Regions from separate parts of the Mus musculus genome. Here region 1 is linked to region 2. Evidence: chromatin contacts called from public promoter capture Hi-C data. All regions are on one chromosome and are shown on one strand. The core of a region is the stretch at or near the end of the contact, and the rest is flanking DNA. Distances in the headings are between cores, read along the strand shown.

Region 1 (2,700 bases), core at 139-2,638, 35 kb after region 2:
TAATATGTATAACAATTTGGGATCCATCATTAGCATTTACCTTATCTCATGTCTACACGTGGCTTATAGCTATGTTCTGTGACAGTGTATGGCTACCTTTCTTTGTTAAGTAGCCTTTTGTCTTTCTCAGAAATCACAGTGGCTAGTAGCGGTAAGATACTGCTGAAATGGCTGCTCCATTAAGGGAAGAATTTGATTGTGCATAAGAGAGAAAGTAGTTAGAGTCATATGGAAGAGTCCAGTGTAAAGAAAAAAAGACAGGGGACATTGACAGGGCTATCTGCAAGAGGAGGGGGAATAGGGACATAGCAAGAGAGGGGACAGTACAGAATAGCGGGGGTAGGGTGGGGAAGTAGGGGTGGCAGTGAGGATATCAGGAGGTGGGGGCAGGAGGAAAAGCTTGTTATGTAGAGAACAGATGGATAGTTGGGAGGAGGGAAGGCTGAGGAGGCGAGAAGGGCCAGAATGTTAAGGGGAGGGTCTTAGAGAGATACATTAGTGCCTTATGAATAGGCACGGTAGGCGCATCGAGGCCAGCACAGGCTTTGATAGGCAACCACGGGAATACAGCCATGGAGAACCACCTGCGCTTCTGCCAGAGGCAAAGGAAATGTCTCCCTTTGGCAGATGGGAACCTGTTTCAAAAGTTTCTGAGGTATGCTGGTTCTTATCTAAAGGCCAGAAATCCATCTATAGTCCAGCTTGAGCTAAGCCAAGACTCATTTCTGGACATGTGCATTGCCTTCTAGAGTCTGGGAAATCGGTGTTTGCTAGGGATTGAGTCCCTCTGATTTTCCCCGGTTTCCTGGGATGCTCTCTGTGTTACAGGAGGGTCCCTGTCTTTCACTGCCACTCTGCACTTCTTCCCCACTCCAGAGTTGCATCTCTCCTCTTAGTCTGCCTCTTGTTGTCTAGTATTTATTCCACTGAGGTATCTCATTAAGTGGCTTTTATCAAATTTTGAGACTTTAAGTGTCTGAAGAAGCTTTCATTTTTGTCTCAATCATTGAGTGGCTGCTTGTCAATGGGTAGAGTTCTCTGAGACAGCCCATTTCCACATATACTTCACAAAGAATGTTTTACAGAGCAGTGGGTGGTGTCCAACTAGAAGAAGCAGGAGGAGGCCTGGGGTTTTAATGCTCCTGCCAAAGACTTTCCTGCTGCTGTCTGGTTAACAGTTTCACACATATTTTCAGAAGGACGTCTTCTGGTCTGCAGGTCCATCATCTACGTTTCTGTCTCACCGGCATCAGCTTTGCTTTTCCTCTCTGGACGCTCAGGGATCATTCTGTTTCTCACAGGGCCCTGATGCTCTGGCCTGTCACAGTGTAGTGTCTCGTGGTCTTGCGTGAGGGAACTGAGTGGGTGTGTTCAGTCTGGAATCTCTTGTACTTTTTTGTTCTGGGAAATTTTCTTCAGTGGTGTTTCCTCTTTCTGTAATATGCATTATTTGGACCAAGTCATCTCTTCTCCTTTTTGTGGAATGTCCTCAACTTTCTTTTATAAACCTTCTGTATCTTTTCATCTTGGGTGGTAGTTTTGTACGCTCTAAGAGCTTCTGCCCTTTTTCACAAATGCTACACTTTCTATTTCTATTAATAGTTCGCTGAAACTATTAATATGCTTATTACATGGCCTTTTCTTCCTTAAAATTACTTTTCTTTTCTACCTTCTTTGGTTATTTTCCCTGTCAGTTCTTGAGTGTCTAACACTTTGTTGCTCAAGTCTCAGAAAAATGCTGAGTAAAAGCCCTGATCTGGTAGACTGTGCTCTTCCGTGTAAGGTGAAGCTGGGCAGTTTCGCTCTGGGATTCGGGGCTCACTGTCATGAGAGATTTCCTTTGTTTCCTCTGGGCTGCCTTTTCTCCTGTTCTCCTTAAGAGAAAAGGCAGACTTTCACAGTTCTTAACTCTGTGTAAATTTTTAGGTAATTGGCTTGTTTTCTGCAGCTCATTATTCCCATTGTGCCTCCTGTCCCACAGTCCAGAAACATCCCCAGAAAGTGAAGTCCTGCTGGGTGAGCGTGTAGGTGTGCCAGCCGTCCAACGGCGTAAGGCAGGGAGGGGATTGGGGCTTTGCATGCTCTTAAAATAGCCCTTCCCTCAGTTCTGTTTTTAGCCCCACCTTCACACACATGTTCAGAAGCTGCCAATTCCTCAACAGTTGGCACCTTTCCCAAGGTAACTCGGTTGTTTCTCAGCATTTCTCGTTATGCATAAACATTAAGTAGCCACATCTCTCGACTTTCGAACTTGCAAAATAATTTTCTGTTATTTCCTTTTCCTTTAAGGGTTGAAGTCCACCCTGACCCCCAATCAACCCAAGGATAAAGTAAAATCTGTCATTTTGGGCATGAAAAGTCTGTCTTTCTACTGTATAAAAATATTTCATCTTTAAATTTCTATCCTGAGATTGAATATATGCTTACTTGTTTATGTAATTTTTTGAAAAAGTTATTTATTTATTTATTTATTTATTTATTTATTTATTTATTTATATGAGTACACTGTAGCTGTCTTAAGACATACCAAAGAAGGCATCAGAGCTCATTACAGAGAGTTGTGAGCCACTATGTAGTTGCTGGAAATTGACCTCAGGACCTCTGGCACATCAGTCAGTGCTCTTAACTACTGAGCCAACTCTCTAGCCCTGTTTATGTTATTTTTAATTTCTGTTTTTTAAATTAGATATTTTCTTTATA
Region 2 (2,700 bases), core at 17-2,516:
ACACCCAACCGTGAAAAGGCAACTATAAAAAAGTATATAATAAGCACTAAGGACGAGAGTTCCAATAAAACTTTATCAACACTTACAATTGAAAAATCAGACAGCTAAAGAACATTCTTAGTTTCTGGTTCTTAAAATACGAATAGAAGGCTAGATGCAGCGGGTGGGCCATAGCTTACTGGCTGACATACTGAGGAATAGGTAAAACTAAATCATAAAATTCAGTATCACCTGGAATTGATTAATCATAATGATGGCAAGGCCGCTTCTGTTCTTCCTGGGAGACCAAGAATGAATTGTTTAACTTACCTTGTTTTTCTCATCTGTTAAATGGACTCCCTGTGGGTTATTTTGAACAATTATACAAGATGGGGAGGTTGCGCTGACAGAAGTCAAAAGCCGCCCTCTAGGGAAAAAATGTACAAGCAACCCTGCTTCCTGCTTCCCAAAATCTTCCAGAAACCTGTCTCCGACTACATTGACACCTACCCGATTTCTGTCTTCGACTGTCAATAGTCCCTTCTCGAAGCAAGTGTCCAAGACATCGTTAATCAGAAGTTTGTCCACCAAAGTGGGCTGGAGGAGGGTCAGCAAGTGGAGACACTCGTCATGGGCAGTCTCAGAGGAAGGAGAGGGCAGATCAGTGAGTGTGGGTTTGACATAGCGCGCGGCTAGGGGATTGCCACTGTGCTCTAGGGCCTCCACGAACATCTGCGTCCATCCCAGAGGCCATTGTCCCTGCTCCAAGGTGCTCAGCAGCAGTTCTGCCGCGCTGGTGTTACCACAGGTGTTGATCTTTTTAAGAATCTGCTCTTTGGTTTCTGCAGACAGAAAGATGAGGTGGTCCAGCACTGGCTCCACCTGAATGTACATTTTCAGCCTGGGCCTGAAGAATAAGATGAGATTCCTGAAGCTGTCCTCTGCAGAACAGACAATCGACATCGTGAGGTCTCAGGAAATGGGAGAGGAGTCTCCCGGGCGGGCGGGGCGGGCGGGAGGACGATCCTCAGGTGGCAGTGAATGTGTCCCCGCCTGAACTGCCTGAGAGCCGCAGGTACCAAGTAGCCTCCGAGCACCGGATCGATCGGTGGCACCCGGCAGGGGGCAGACGAGCCAGGACAGCGCTGCAACTGGTGGGCACAGACCCGGGACCGCTCTCGCTCTGCGGCCGCTGGGACGTTCACCCTCAGGGAGCTTTAAGTATTGCCTTCCACCCACAGATCGGTTTCTGTTTCGATTCTCTTCTCCAGACTTTCCTAACGTCAACTTCCGGGCCAGAGAATAAGTTTCGTGAGGGTGGAGGAGGCCTGTGGAAGCGGCGGGTTAGGTGAGGACTTTGGTCAAGAGCACCGTGAGAAAGTGAGAAACAGGAAAGGGAACGCGAATTCTTCCTTGTGTTGAGAAAGCAAGCGGTACTCTGCACTATTTTATTTAAGGATACTTTTGTCTTCACCGCTGGGTGCCGCTTAGAAGACTGTACTCACTTGTCAGTTAATAGGGAGAGGGCGAGGAAGGTCTTGGGGGAAAGGAAGAATTGCCCCTAAGCCTTGATGTGAAAATTGAGTTATTCTCATTTGTGGGGATCAAGGGGTGGGGGTGGGGGTGGGGCAGACAAAGAGAGGTTCCAGACCTCCAGGGGGCGTTTCTGCATCCATCCTACCATAAACTTCCCGCCCAGTGGGGTCCCAAAAACTAATTTGTTCCTCCAAGAACGGGGGCTTAAGTATGAAAAAGTGAACTACTCTCAACAGCTTTATTTTCTCATGCTTTGTTTGGCGGTGTAATATTTATTCAGCTTTGACCGGGGCCTGCCTAATGACAGATGCATGCTGACTTTAGCCACCAACTGAGTTTAGGAGGAAGCCAAGACTGAAGGCTTCCTAACTCCCAGTATGCAAGGTCCCTGTATTCTCTAGTAGACAACTCTCTTACAATAAAACAAAAACAAAACAACAATACAAAACCCTCAACAACTTATTTTTTATATAGCTGCCATTCTTTTCTTGGACTGATTACAACACGTTTTGGCTGAAGCATCTAGTAACTTAATTAGCAACTAATGCACTGCCTTGGAGTAAACATTACCATTTGTCTATGTCATGGGAGGGAGAAAAGAGGCGTTCAGAGTGAGAAATAAAGACAGCAGCTTTGTTTCAGTACAGAAAGAGCATAAAAGAGAGTCTGTAGGTTGCCGTCCCCCAAGCAGGCAACTAGACCACCAGCTATGGAGGAACATTAACACTTTGAAAAGAACTTCCTGGCCCAGAATCCTATGGAGAATAGAAGCTATCAGATAGTCACGTTTAGAAAAATTAATCTTTTAGAGGAGATATTCACTGAAATCTGGGGAGGCCAGGGAGGCCTGGGATTCTTTGAAAACAGTAGGAGAGCTGCAAGATTTTCATGAACCTCGTGACAGCGTTCAAAATAACCAGAGCAGCACTTTATGCCATGCCCTCCTGTTAGTCTCTAGTTACGATTACAAACCTGAGATCCACTCTAAACGATTGTAAGCTGCACTCTGTAAAACGTTTTAGGAGTACCAAGTCATGCTGATTCCTGCCTGGAATGGGCGTTCTGGGCTGAACACAGAGGCAGGACTTTGTCAAACACACAGGTGAAGTCGCCCAAGTGATTGGAAGCATACTTGGCCTTGCAGGCTTTCCCCTTCTGTTTCCTCATAAAACCCTAATATTTTGT

Evidence for each region. Promoter capture Hi-C pulls out the DNA fragments that hold promoters and counts their contacts.
Region 1: a promoter capture Hi-C map of macrophages shows a contact between it and region 2, with 7 read pairs. The contact joins the enhancer-like site here to the promoter of Ifih1 in region 2. A contact is called at or near these places in 1 of 39 promoter capture datasets (macrophages), 1 of 484 Hi-C or Micro-C datasets (nephron progenitors), 5 of 115 datasets of contacts at active chromatin or transcription factors (CD8 T cells, the SCID.adh cell line, bone marrow-derived dendritic cells and 2 more) and 3 of 9 other capture datasets (adipose tissue, bone marrow-derived macrophages and pancreatic islet).

Annotation. Positions count from the first base shown.
Region 1 is chr2:62,679,778-62,682,477 of GRCm38.p6, forward strand. All of the region lies in intron 3 of Gca (grancalcin), which reads left to right. Among named protein-coding and RNA genes, the nearest start is that of Gca, 17 kb to the left of the region's middle. Within about 2 kb of position 1,389, at least 21 of the 459 cell types and tissues checked have an H3K27ac peak or open chromatin away from gene starts, as enhancers often do. A contact at or near this core is called in bone marrow-derived dendritic cells and macrophages, where this site is marked.
Region 2 is chr2:62,644,989-62,647,688 of GRCm38.p6, forward strand. It overlaps Ifih1 (interferon induced with helicase C domain 1), which reads right to left and starts at 1,267. Exons shown (of 16, transcript NM_027835.3): 1 at 490-1,267. The coding sequence starts at 942.